2 separate regions of the Hordeum vulgare genome follow, and region 1 is linked to region 2. The links are chromatin contacts, called in public Hi-C maps. All regions are on one chromosome and are shown on one strand. Each heading gives the region's core, a stretch centred on a gene start, on an enhancer-like site or on the middle of the called end of the contact. The rest is flanking DNA. Distances are from core to core; before and after follow the strand shown.

Region 1 (6,642 bases), core at 1,255-3,754, 410 kb before region 2:
CGAGGATCTATGCTGTGACAAGACACTGTACAGCAAAGAAGTTTGGCTCCTGCTTGATGCGCTACATTTCTGATTCAAATCCAATGTTCCAAAACCCTTCGGGTGTCAATGGAGGGGCATATCTGTATCTGTGTCTAGACACACCATCATGATGCTCGCACCTCATACTTGTAGCACCATCACCATTTACACGGCCATCAGGAAGCACAGCATCATAGAACTTCTTGCACTGCTTGCATTCAACACCTTTCAGATTCGCCCGATCAGCTTTCTTTCTTACAGGTTCTGTATATTTGAAATCTTTATTCGGTGGCTGGATTGAAATCGAGCTTCGCTGCTTGGGAACTGGTATGCTGTTGAGGCCCTGAGGGACAATATTGATGTCTTGAGTCTCATCATCTGAGTTATTGAAGTCCATATCTTGGGGAGGAGGGGCAGCAAGAGCTAGTGCCTCTTCTCTGGTTGTAGGGTTCCTGACCGTATTTCTTGCAGCCTCTAGAGGAGTATCAAGAAAATCATCATGTGGATCAACAACACCTGGTTCCGTACGCACACGAGTTTCCCTCCAGTGTACACTTGGGCGGGTGAAACTAGATGATGCATCTGCCTTTGAAGTGCTAGCAGCATTCTTGTGCCGAGGGTTAGTTGCATGAGGTGGTAGACAAAGGCGCGAGGTACTGAACACGCTCCTGACAGAGGTACCATTTTGGGCCTTCACACATGAACTAGGTGAATTCTTTTGGTCTTCAGTCTTAGAAACTACCTGAATGCTCTCATTTTTCGTGTCTTGTAAATCTGGAAATCAAAGTGAGGTGTTAATACAGTATCCAACCAGTAACTCCTACATATTTAAGACACATGCATCTTAGGTCATAGGATTGACAGAAAAGACAAACTGATATTTATCAGGATATAATGCACCATTGATCATATTTGCACAAAAAGTACAGACCCTTATATGTGATTCTTAAAGTATAGTGGTAAATCAGAAACAAAAGTGTGATACTGGATTAAGAAAACTTAAGTAGCTCATGTGCTAGGATTGACAGAAAAGAGATGCTATCAAATTGACATTCGTCAGAATATAATGCATCATTAATCATATTTGCACAAAAAAATACAGATCCTTATATGTTTCTTAAATTTTAGCAGTAATACCGGAACAATACCGTGATTAAGAAAACTTAAGTAGCTCTACGAATTTGGGAAGTCATGGGGATGTACCTGTAAACTTTCTCTTACTTGGAGGACTTCCACAGGACTTCCGATTCACAGGGGACTTGGAGCCTTCACTCGGGTCAATCTTGGAGCCTTCATTCTGGTCAATCTTGGAGCCTTCCATCTCCGCGATCTTTCCTAGAAGATAGTTGTGCTCAGACTTGAGATGCTTGTATTGTGTCGTCGCATGATTGAATTTATTCTGCTCAAGAAGAAGATCCTTATCCTTCAACTCCAACTGATGTAGCAGCTGCTGATGGGCCTCCCTCTCACTTGAATTCTCAGCAGCCCTCTCCCCAATCTCTCTTTTGAGCCGACGAATCACCTCATCTTTCTCCATTTCCTCCTCCAATCTCCCCCTCTCCCTGGATATCTCAGCAGCCTTCACCTCAATCTCCCTTTCGAGCCGGTGGATCACCTCATCTTTCTTCATTTCCTCCTCCAATCTCCCCCTCACCCTTGATATCTCAGAATCCTTCTCCTCAATCTCCCTTTGGAGCCGACGAATCACCTCATCTTTCTTCATTTCCTCCTCCAATCTCCCCCTCACCCTTGATATCTCAGCATCCTTCTCCCCGATCTCCCTTTCGAGCCGGTGGACCACCTCATCTTTCTTCATTTCCTCATCCAATCTCCCCAGAAGCTGCTTCTTCTCAGCATCGTGCTCCGCAGCCAACCGCTCGGCGTTGAGGAGCATCCCTCGCATCTCCTCGAGAGAGCTCTCCAGCTGCAGCAGCCTATCCTCCGCACGCCGCTTGCCGCGACTGAGCTCCTCCAGCTGGCTCAGCAGGCCGGCCTCCTTCTGCCCCCACTCATCCTCGGCCTCCCTCGTGGCAATGGAATCGGCCAGCCGCGCGTGGAGGAGCTTTGACTTGGCCTGGAAGTGCGGGAAGATCTGGCTGCAGAAGATGAACTCCATCTGGGAGACCCGGTCCTTCACCTCCTGGATGGTGGCCACCAGGATGGTGCTCATCCCGGTGATGTACTTGAAATCGTCCGCCGCCGCGTCGGCGCCGCAATCGGCGGCCGAGAAGCCCACCGCCTTGCCCTCCATTTCGGCAACCAGGGGCGGATCTAGATGGTGCGCCGGGTGGGGACCCGAATTCGTGGAAGCTAGGAGTGCGGCGGAGGGCCAAGGCGACAGAGGGAGAGGAGGGGGGGCACCGCCGTCAGGAGGGCCGGCGAGGAGAGCGAACTGGGGTTAGGGTTGGTGGTGTGGAGGGGATGAGATGGGAGGGATTTGGGGATCTCCAAATTTAGAGCGCGCTCTTTCAAAACTACTCGTATTGTTTCCGGCGCTCTGCCTCCGATTTTGGAATGTGGCCGAGGCTGGCGCTAGGCCCCATCCGGATGTAGTTAGCAAAAATACAGCAGCCTCGTCAGCCGTTGGATGCACGCAATCTTTATCGTCCGTTCACTTCCCACAACCTATGGCTCGATGGTCGCCCGCCAGCAGCGCTTGACACCACCGGCCGTCACAATAGCTCCTCTTGCAGCATTGACAGTGGTGGCGCAGTCGAGCACCGATTTGCATCATGATCTTCATGGTAGCACGGTCTTGTCGTTGCAACACCTGCTTGCGGCATAATGGTCGTCGCAGCACGGGCTCAAGTCATGGTGGCCATGGCAGCACGGCAGAGCCGTTGTAACACTAGCTTGTAGCATGATGATCGTCGCAACACGGGCTCATAGCATGCTCACATAGCAGCACGACAGCGACGCCATCACAGCACCGGTCTACAGCATGATGGTTGTCACAACAACACATCACAACATGATCGCCATGGTAGCACGGTCGCACCGGCGCAGCTCCTGACGCTCCCTTCGCTCAATCTCTTTCAACTGCGATGAAAGGATCGATATGGTTGACTAGAGGGGGTGAATAGACAACGACCACTTTTTAATTAATCTTAGCAAGTTAAGGTAAACAACATACGGGTTCACAAATATTACGACAATGAGGTGAACCCTAATGGAGCTAACAACGAGAGCTATTAAGACAAGTAAGATATAGTTAACAACATAAGCATGCACAAAGTAAAGGTTAGAGATAACCACAAGTGGAACCGATGGAGACGAGGATGTGTTACCGAAGTTCCTTCCCTTTGACAGGAAGTACGTCTCCGTTGGACCGGTGTGGAGGCACAGTGCTCCTCAATAAGCCACTAAGGCCACCGTATTCTCCTCACGCCCTCGCACGATGCAAGGTACCATGATTCCACTATAGGTGCCCTTGAAGGCGGCGACCGAACCTTTACAAACAAGGTTGGGGCAAACTCCACACAAAGCTTGGAGGCTCCCAACTAGACCACGAAGCTTCACCATAATGAAATATGGCTTCGAGGCGACCTCAACCGTCTAGGATGCTCAAACACCCAAGAGTAACAAGATCCGTAAGGATTGGTGGGGGAATCAACTTTTCTCTTGGTGGAAGTGTGGATCTAGGCCTTCTCAACCAATCCCTAAAGAATCAACAAGTTTGATTGGCTAGGGAGAGAGATCGGGCACTTTTGAGCTTGGGGCGCAACAATGGAGCTTAGGAAGGTAAGAGATGAGGTTCCACGGCTAGAAGAACCCTTTATATAATGGGGGGAAAAATCAGACCGTTTTCCCACTCTCTGCCCGAGCTCCAGTGGTACTACCGCTGGCTGCAGCGGTACTACCGCTCGCACTCCAGCGGTACTACCGCTGACCAGGGGCGGTACTACCGCCGACTAGCGGTACTACCGCTCGCACTCCAGCGGTACTACCGCTGGCCCCAGAGGTACTACCGCTGGGCCCCTGGTAGTGCAAAAGCACTACCACCGCCAAGAAAGTCTTCGCAAAAAGGTCCGTCCACGAACAACCGCTATGCAAGCGGTACTAAGCTCCTGAAGCGGTACTACCGCTGACCAGGGGCGGTACTACCGCCAGCCAGCGGTACTACCACTGGCTGCAGCGGTACTACCGCTAGGGCCAGCGGTACTACCGCTGGGGACCATTTTGCAAGGAGGAAAGAAACACAGTGGCGGGGGCCGCTCCAAAGATGAAGGTAAGGGAGAATATGTGAAGTGTGCGCGTGCAAAGATAGATTCCACCCAAACCTTTCCACTACGGTTGCCCTCTTAATAGCACGGCTTTCCTATGACTCAAATAAAGAGAATCGTAGAGAGCGTCTTGCTTCCGTTCCATGAATGAGGAGGCGAGTCGTCTTGTGCCGTTGACGTGTGTTATTTGAAACCTTAACACACACGGTTAGTCCTTTACGGCACTGTCATCAATCACCAAAATTACTTAGGCATAAACTATGCCCCAACAATCTCCCCCTTTTTGGTGGATTGATGACAATACCGGATTTGCACAGAGAATAATATGAGAACAAAAAGGTAGAGATATATGACAATACGGGGCATATGACTCACAACATATGATGGAAATAAATCTCACATAAGTTCATGTCTCACAAACGAAAGCAAACTAGAAGCAAACCAAGTTCGAAGCAAACCACGAAAGAAAGCAAAGCAAGGCAAAGTTCGACTCTGAAAGCAAATCCAGCTCCTAGACTCTCTCCCCCTTTGGCACAAGACACCAAAAAGGGGCACACCTAACGCCACAGGTGGTTACTCCTCATCCTCAGCATCGCCAGGCTCGTCGGTACCCTCCTGATCGTCCTGCTCCTCCTCTTCCTCCTCATCGCCAGACCACTGGTAACCTTGAGCCTGCATCCAAGTAGCCTCTGGAGTGATGTCATCCTCTGATCCGCTGGAGATGTCCACATCAAGAGTCCTTAGAACACGCTTGTGCCTCTGGCGGCTCTCCTTATGAGCCACGTGCACCTGGTACTGGCCCTTGGCCTGCATACAGAATAGGGTCTTCATCTTATCCTGCAGTTTGATGGCCCAAGATGGCATGGCAGAAGAGCGGGACTGAGAGGCGGTTCCTCTGTCAGCAGCAGTCTTTGTGTCAGTATCCATGTGCTGAGAGGAAGTTAATGGGTTGGCCCATTTATCCTTGACGCGAAGCTTGACCGGGTCGTGCACAATGTAGTCAGACTGAACGTAGAGCTGCTCCTGCGGATAAGTATCTTGCCATTTCTGACGAATATAAGCGAACAGATAGGGCCCGTAGATGGGAACCTTACGCATGATGATGCAGTTCCAGAGCTCCGTGAACATCACATCAGAAATATCAAGAGGGGCAGACTCCTTAGTCATAGCCTCCTCACAAAGCAGCAGCATCTCAGCCAAAGAGCCACGAACCTCGTCGAAGTTACCAATGCAAGGGAAGAGGGTGTTGCGGAAGATCCGATGCATGATGTCCAGATGCTTGGGGAGCACACCCTTCCTCACATAGAGTTGCTGCAATCTGTCCTTTGCTGGGGGCCTATCGGTGGGAGCTGCAGCATGAGGACGTGACCCAAGTGGAGTGTCAGCTCCCTGGAAGTCAACCTTGAGGAATGTCATGAATTCACGCCAGGTGCCGGTCATCTTCTGAGTCCCAGTCATCCACACCATAGAGCGCTCTTCATCAGGAGAGAAGTGGACCGTGACATAGAACTGGGCAACAGCAGTGGGGTCAAAATCTGTCTTGAAAGTGATGATGTCCTTGATGCCCAGTTTGTCAATCAGAGAGAGGGCATCACCAAAATAGTCCAGGTTTCGCTGAAGATGAGCTAGGTCAATCCACTGAACGGGGACATAGTTCTTCTTGAAATGCATGACAATATCACGGTAGATCCTACAGTGATATTTTGCCCAAACATGGTCAACATTCTTGATCACAGCCTTCTCTTTGAGATAATGGTTCTGAGTGCGAAACCGCAGAAAGTCCTTGGGGGCCATTGTTCGGACATTGATCCCCTTATCCTTGTTCGCGGTCTTCTTGAAGGACTGCTTTTTGGGTTGCAGACCTGAAGTGGCGGAACCCTCGGGAGCCTCTGGGTTGCGATACTGCTTTGACTGCGTGTCCCGTGGGGGGTTCGAACGGCGAGAACCACCTGTGACAGAAAACACACAGCGAAAAGAGGCGACAAAAAGAGTCAAGGCAATGAACTAGAAAAAACAGAAAAATAAACACTCATTGCCAAGCACACGAAAAGAATGCACAGTGAATCCTCCTGGCGGTAGTACCGCTACCCCTGGCGGTAGTACCGCTGGGGGTCCTAGCGGTAGTACCGCTACCCCTGGCGGTAGTACCGCTGGGGTTTTGACTTTCAGATCTGACAGATAAAATAGACCTCATGCATAGGGCTACACGATTTTTACGAGGGGCATGGGCTGTATATGAACACTAAGAACTCCACCACAGCCCTACTCACATGAGGATCATATGTATCACCGAAATAAGTACATGCCTAGGCAAGAGAGAGCAAGTTTTAGATCTAATCCAACCATAGTTCAAGTGCTTGATCTAAAACAAGTAAATCCTAGGGCATGGCAAAATAAT
Region 2 (6,838 bases), core at 3,781-6,280:
GACGATGGCGGCGTCTGTAACATCGTTCCCTTCTTGAGGCATCGTTGTTGCAGGTGGTGGCACCCTACTCGTGATGCTCCGAAGGAAATCCTAGATCTGGGTCTATCGAATCGGACGTTCATGGCACATTTGATGTCGTTGTCCCTTCTGGGGGCATTGTTTTGGAGCAACTGCTGATTGAAGGGGACAAGAGGAGGAGCAATCTTACATCTACCGCAAGGCCAATGACGGATTCCGGCGGCATGGCGTTGCACAGGTTCGGCGACGGGCGTGTGTAGACAGATACGTGCAGTATGGTGGTGTTGTCTGGCGCCATGGTGACGTCGACGGCGGGCCAGACAAGGTCGATTCATCCGTACCTATTCTGAAGATGGACCGGTGAAACATGGTGGCGGCAGCCTATGAGTGCGCCGGTTCGGTCTCTGACCCAGTCCGAGTATGTGGCCGGGCTGGGGCATCCGAATTTAAATGCTAGGCTATGATGCGATGTTTGTTTGGTATTCAGTTCGGACTTTCGACAGATCTTTGTCAAGAGGATATGAGTAGCAACATGTATTGTCTAAATGACGACTTTAGGCTTATCCATGTATCATTTTATACTTCCTATGTCCTAAAATAAATGTCTTAACCTTTTACTAGGTTTATTTTAAGATGAAGAAAGTATTGTTTTTATAAATAATTAATAAAATATGTGCATGCCCGTGATATCACCTTCTTTAAAGAAAATCACAAAAAAGTTGTTCATTTCCAATTTCGACTGATGTACCAGGCACAAAAAAGTTATTCATTTCCAATTTCGACTGATGTACCAGGCACATCCAGGCGCCGGGAAAGAAGAGCGCAAGTCGCTGTGGAGGCTGATCGACGCGCGGAAGCTATCGGCGGAGGCGGCGGCGCACGCCGTCCAGAACGACCGGCTGCCCGTGCGCTCCGTGATGCAGGTGCTCTTCTCGGAGCACGGCAAGCTCAACCGCCTGGCCGACCTGGGCGCCTCCTTCAGCGGCGCCAGGGCCACCTGCAGCCCGGCGGCGCTGGACCTCCACTCCGGCAGCGGCCGCTGCCCCTCCAAGCGCGAGGCCCTGGCGCAGCACCAGGAGATGCGCCGCCTGCGCGAGGACGTCGCCAGGCTGCAGGTTCGTCCATTAGACATTTTCCGACTCCGATGACAGCTCTTGTCAGTGCTCACGGTGCTTGCGGTGACATGTCTGGGCTGCAGGTGCAGTGCAGCGCGCTGCAGGAGCAGGTGGAGAGGCTGGGCTCGGAGAGGAGGCGGCGCGGCGGCGGCGGCGGGTTCAAGTGGAGCACGCTCTGGTTCGGTGGCGGCGACGGCGGCATGGGCGGCGACGTCGCGAGGATCGAGGACTCGGAGAGCGGCATGGAGCGGCGGACGCCGGCGAGCGGGAAGAAGGGCAGGGCCAGCGTGGCCACGGCGACGCCCACGCCGACGCGGCGGACCCCCAAGTGGCGCAAGTCCATGTCGTGAGAGGAATCTGAAGCCGGCGGTTGCCCTCGTGTTTACAAAGCTTTTCTCCTCACTTAGTCTCTGTTTCTCCTTTGGTCACATATAATTATCACAGTTTCTAATTTGGTTTCTCCTTACGTTTGTGTTGCTGAATATCAAGAACGAAATGCTCAATGAAGGTTAGGGGTTTAATTCTGCAAGGGTGATTACTGACTAGAAGTGTTTCCAAGATTACTGACAGAGTTCTTCAAACTACTGTAAACCTCACTCACACATGCATAATTTAAGAATTTGGTTCTATCTTTTTTTCACAGATCAACAAATAGTTGTACACACACACACACACACACACACCAATGTGATCACATAAGGGTGATCACTAAAGTAACCACAAATGTTTTACAGGCAGAACCTCACACAGTAATCTGCAAGCTATGCATCACTAACTTACTCAGCTACAGGAACAAATAATAGCACTTCAGATAAATGTAACAAACACCACATGGAAAAGAATAAACACAGGGCTGAGATTGCCTCATTTGTGTACCGCTTTCTTGATCGCCTGCTTGCATTTGCTGAGGAACTTACTGCTGCTCGTCGACACCGAATCCTCATAGCCGTATCTGCGATCGTCGTCGCCAACCACCTTCGGTTTCCTGCCTGCACAGTCTGAGCCTCTCCTCATTCCCAGGATCTTGGAAGGAGAGGATGGCAGGGACCGGAAACCCCTACCGCTATCGGACCTTGGGAACCAGATCTTCCTTTCCACTTTCTCCTCCTTGATGTCAAAGCTACCCCTGCATCTTGGTGTGCCATGGTAAGTAGCAGCACTCTCACCACCGACGTCAATGATCTCGTCGACACATTCAGTGATCTCGTCAACACGTTCAGTTATCTCATTCCTGCAGCTCTGGTCATCATCACCTCTGCTTTGAATTTCCTGTTCATCATCTGAACCGTCCTCCTCAGCAGCATTGTGGTCTTCCGAAGAACGGCATGCCGCTTTATTTCCTCCTTGTTGGTCCTCCATGAGCATATGGAGCCACTTATCAACATTGCCCTTGCCTCTGTAGTTCATGTTTTCATTGTCTTCTGCTCTGGCAACACGTCGAGGATGAAGCATTTCATCATCCTTCTGCACTGGTAGCGACTGCTCTGTGGGATACCTCGGCATTCCGTAAACACCGGTCGCTCTATACGGGGGACTTGGTGGAACCGAGGGGGTCCTTGGAAACGAGACTGTCTGGCTTGCATGGTGAGACCTTTCAGTCTCGGACTCGAGCATGGCTGCCTTGCCCTTATCACCTCTTGATTTGATAGGTGTACCTCTTGCTGACATGGTTTCCTTTCTTTCCCTTCCCCTGCTACGATGCCGCCGCTCTCTGATCGCCGATTGTTCTAGCTTCTCCCTTACTGACGCTCTTCCTCTGTCAGTGTAACTTCTGTTTTCATCAGTGGAGATGGACCTTCTTGGGAAGCTTATCACTTTGGAAGGTTGCTCAGTGTTGACATAACTCATTGTTGAAGTCCCTTCTCCAATTTCTTCCCCCTCCATGGAAATGTATGCATCTGAAGTCCTCTGAGCCTCCTCCAGGAAAACCCTCAGCTCCTGTTTCAGAGGGCTGCTCCTCGATACTCTTTCTGGCAAGTACCTGAAACTCTCACAGTGCCTTTCCTCTGGGATTTCATCATCGACCCGGTACCTCTTCCTTGCCTGATCTATGAAAGGCTTCACTTGCCTCTCCAGATCATCCCTGTGCTGGTACTTCTTGCGGAGCTCGGTTTCAGATGAGTCACACATTGCTCTCTGGGCCTCCAGTCTCGCCATCAGAGTACTAGTTGCAGCTTGGTTCAGCCTGAGTTGTTCCTTGTACACAACACTCCTGCATTTTGCATCACAATTGAAAATTAGCACCAGTTAATCAAGATTCTTCAAAGAAACTATCGGCTCTTCGTTTTATAGGATCATCCTTACTGGTGCATGGCGTCTCTGATCATCTTCTCGAGCACTGTCTTGTAGTTGGCCTGGGCGTCTGCCAAGCGACGGCACTTCTCCACTCGCCGACGCCTCTTGATCAGCTGAGCCTCCAGGTCCTGGATGGCCACCCTTTCATCCTCATTTTTCTGCTGCATCTCGGTCAACTCGTTCTCCAGTTCAGTGAGCTCAGCTTGCTTCTTCTTCGCCTCTTCTCTTTGCCTCAGCGAGTCCCTAGCCATGGCTATGGATAAGTAAGGATTGCTGATGTAGCCGTCAACATCTGGATTGTTGTTCTCCTTCATCATCGAATTACCACCATGGCCGCCGTGGGCTGCCAAGTTCTCGTCCTTTTCGCCGGAGAACTTCTTTGCGGCTACAAGAAAAGCAGTCCCTCAATCATCCATAGCTGATATGCAGATGTGGCGAAAACGAGGAAATTAATGCAAGAAATTCTCTGACAACCGCATACCGATCAGGGGGTAATTGGACCTCACTGGTCTGTTTGCGTCAATGGATCTGAGCACCGAGTTGTCCGAGCCCCTGGCGGATACGATGGCGGCAGGCGCGAGGCCCACCTTCTTCTTCATCTCGGCGAAATGGTGCGGGAACGCGTGCGCCTCCACCGCCTGCAGCGAGCTCAGCTCCTCGCTGGCCCCGTCGGCGAAGAGGAACGCGAATGCTCTGTTCCTGAAGTCGGCGTTCTTGGATGCGAAGATGGAGAGGAAGTGGTTGACGGAGATGCCGAGCTGCAGATCCCACCACGGGACGAGGAACTCCAGCTTGTTGTGCTTCCTCCTGGACGCCTGCAGCTGCATGATCCGCAGGTTGCTCGGCACCGTCCTCCCTCCCCCTGCAGGTCGATGAAGACCCAGCGTCAGAATTCATCATTTCAGAAGACAGAGCAGACACCTCCGTCCCGGAGGAACAGGTAAGTGAGTTGTTCTTACTGGCGCAGGGAAACCAGTGGTGGACGTCCCAGGCGAGGGGCGAGGCCGCGTCGGCGTGGAGGTAGAGCACGTTCCCGTAGGCGTCGACCCGGAAGAGCGCCGGGTCGAAGCCGGCGTTGCCGAGGTGGTCGAGCTGCTTCCAGAGCAGGTTGGCGAAGCCGCGCGGGTTGGCGGTGGGCGTCGCCTCCGCGTCCACCACCGGGAACATCTCGTTGAGCTCCTTGGCCCGCAGCGCCTGCACGGATCAGATCGGATCACGAAGCGGCACGGAGGCGGGGGAAGGAGCGAAGGGCGGGCGGATCCGCGGGAGAAAAGGCAGGTAGAAGGTACCTCGTGGGGCTGGAGGACGTAGGGGAGGAAGGCGCCGGGCGGGCCGTGGGCGTAGGGGAGGCCGAGTGCGCCCGCGCCGGAGCCGGCGCGGCAGAGCCTGGCGTAGGCCTTGGGGTAGCCCAGCGCGTCGTCCACCGCCCTCTCCTCCTCCGTGAACGCCGCCATCGATCCGCGAACGCCGCCGGCGAACCTTGTACCGCTGTTGTCTACGGAGCAGTGTTGACTGCTGTGTCGGGAATCGGGATCAGGTGTCTGCTGATGATGACTGAGGCGAGTGCGGAGGCTGCGGCTCGGTGAAATACAGCTGATTTTTTTTGGTTTGTTCCGGAGGAGCGCTTGCCTGCGAGTCTCTCGGCGCAACGGTCGACACGGATGGGGACGTGGAGGCCGGAGGGAGGGAGAGAGCCGTTGGGGTTGGGGCTGGTTCAAACGCGGCACGTGAGGGGCACGTGGGGGCCGGGCGAGTGAGGCTGGCTTGTGGGGCCGGGGCGACGGCGGGACGCCGTTTCTTCGTCCGATCTGGGGGCGAGCTGAGTACAACCGGCGTACTGTAGTAAGTATACGTATTGTAGCGTACGAGATTGTATACATGTAGTATTATTTCTTCCTTATTTATGGCGGTGATTAATTACGGATGGATGTGGGGAAGATAATGCTTTGATGAGTTGGCATTGATGGATTGATCCGTGCGTGTCAGAAGGACACAGCATGCAGAGCGAGGGGCCGCGGAGTTTTATTTAGTAGGAGGACGGCAGCCGGTCCACACAGCATGCTCAGCTGGATTTGTTTCTGTCGGCCGGTTTGAAATCCGTGGTGACTGGTGAGCACGAGCCCAACACGACGCCACCAACTCGGCACGCTAGGAGCTCAAACTTTAAGCCTCAAAGTCCAGCTCTATTCCCCTATTATTTAGGGAGGATTAGTTGTCATGTTTGGTTAGGTTAATCCGATGACATTTTATTCATCCATATAAACAAGGTGATGGTGGAATAAAAAGCTTGGAGAGGATTGTCTAAATAAAACCAGCTCGCACACGCGCATGCCTATCGCGCCGTGCCCAAAATGGCGTCAAGGCTGAAGTTGGTTGGACTGTGGCGGCAACACGCTCTCCGTGCAAATGTTTTCTGATCCTTATTCAAACCCTTTCTAAAATTGTGAATAATTTTTAAAAACACAAAGACTTTTCTAAAACGTGAATTTTTCTTGAAATTCCAAATATTCTTGAAGAAGCAAACATTTTTTGCAATCTGTGATTTTCTTTACAAAGGAAAAGATAACAAAAAATGATTCAAGAACCATCTAATTACCAGAACTGGTAAAAACAAGACAAAAACGCTTCAAAAGGCTCAAAAATCAGGGACCAATGTAACCTGGAGTATATGGGTCGGCCAACCTGTCCATTCCACTATGTTAAAACCATGACTATGAGTCTATGACCATCCAATATGAAAGTTGCTTTATGTCCAAGCCCCCTCCCCCATTGGTCCGGCGAAGCTATAATGCCACGCCTAACACGGACTCTACCTCATAGATGGTTCAACCCAATATGTGTTCCTGCTAAGAGCATCTCCAGCTGCGCCCCCAACAAGCCCCTTCTAGGCAATTTTTTGTCGCCGACGGAGAAATAACGGCCCAGTCGCGTCCCCATGAGCCCCATTTTCGCCCGTTAAATCCAAAATTGGCCCCGGTGGTCCCAGGCCGAACCCAACGCTCCCTGCGGGGGGGGGGGGGGGAGGGGGGCTGGAGCGTCGACGCTATTATTTGCATGCAACAAGCCCTAGAGGCAATAATAAATTGATTATTATTATATTTCCTTGGTTATGATAATCGTTTATTATCCATGCTATAATTATATTGATTGGAAACTAAAATACATGTGTGGATACATAGACAAAACACTGTCCCTAGTAAGCCTCTAGTTGACTAGCTCGTTGATCAAAGATGGTTAAGGTTTCCTAGCCATAGACAAGTGTTGTCACTTGATAACGGGATCACATCATTAGGAGAATGACGTGATGGACAAGACCCAAACTATAAACGTAGCATATGATCGTGTCAGTTTATTGCTACTGTTTTCTGCATGTCAATGTATCTGTTCGTATGACCATGAGATCATGCAAC

Evidence for each region. Hi-C and Micro-C count contacts between places; a contact is called where the count stands out from the background.
Region 1: a Hi-C map of seedling shows a contact between it and region 2, with 5 times the contacts expected there. The contact joins the promoter of LOC123443014 here to the promoter of LOC123443012 in region 2. A contact is called at or near these places in 1 of 6 Hi-C or Micro-C datasets (seedling) and 1 of 1 datasets of contacts at active chromatin or transcription factors (embryo).

The regions. Positions count from the first base shown.
Region 1 is chr3H:72,209,640-72,216,281 of MorexV3_pseudomolecules_assembly, reverse strand. It overlaps LOC123443014 (protein gamma response 1), which reads right to left and starts at 2,504. Exons shown (of 3, transcript XR_006630548.1): 1 at 1,225-2,504; 2 at 1-795.
Region 2 is chr3H:71,798,462-71,805,299 of MorexV3_pseudomolecules_assembly, reverse strand. LOC123443012 reads right to left here and starts at 5,030. Exons shown (of 5, transcript XM_045119223.1): 1 at 4,718-5,030; 2 at 4,388-4,622; 3 at 3,910-4,290; 4 at 3,438-3,813; 5 at 1,745-3,345. The coding sequence starts at 4,882. The coding sequence ends at 1,998. LOC123443013 (coleoptile phototropism protein 1) reads left to right here. Exons shown (of 3, transcript XM_045119224.1): 2 at 813-1,133; 3 at 1,217-1,662. The coding sequence ends at 1,483.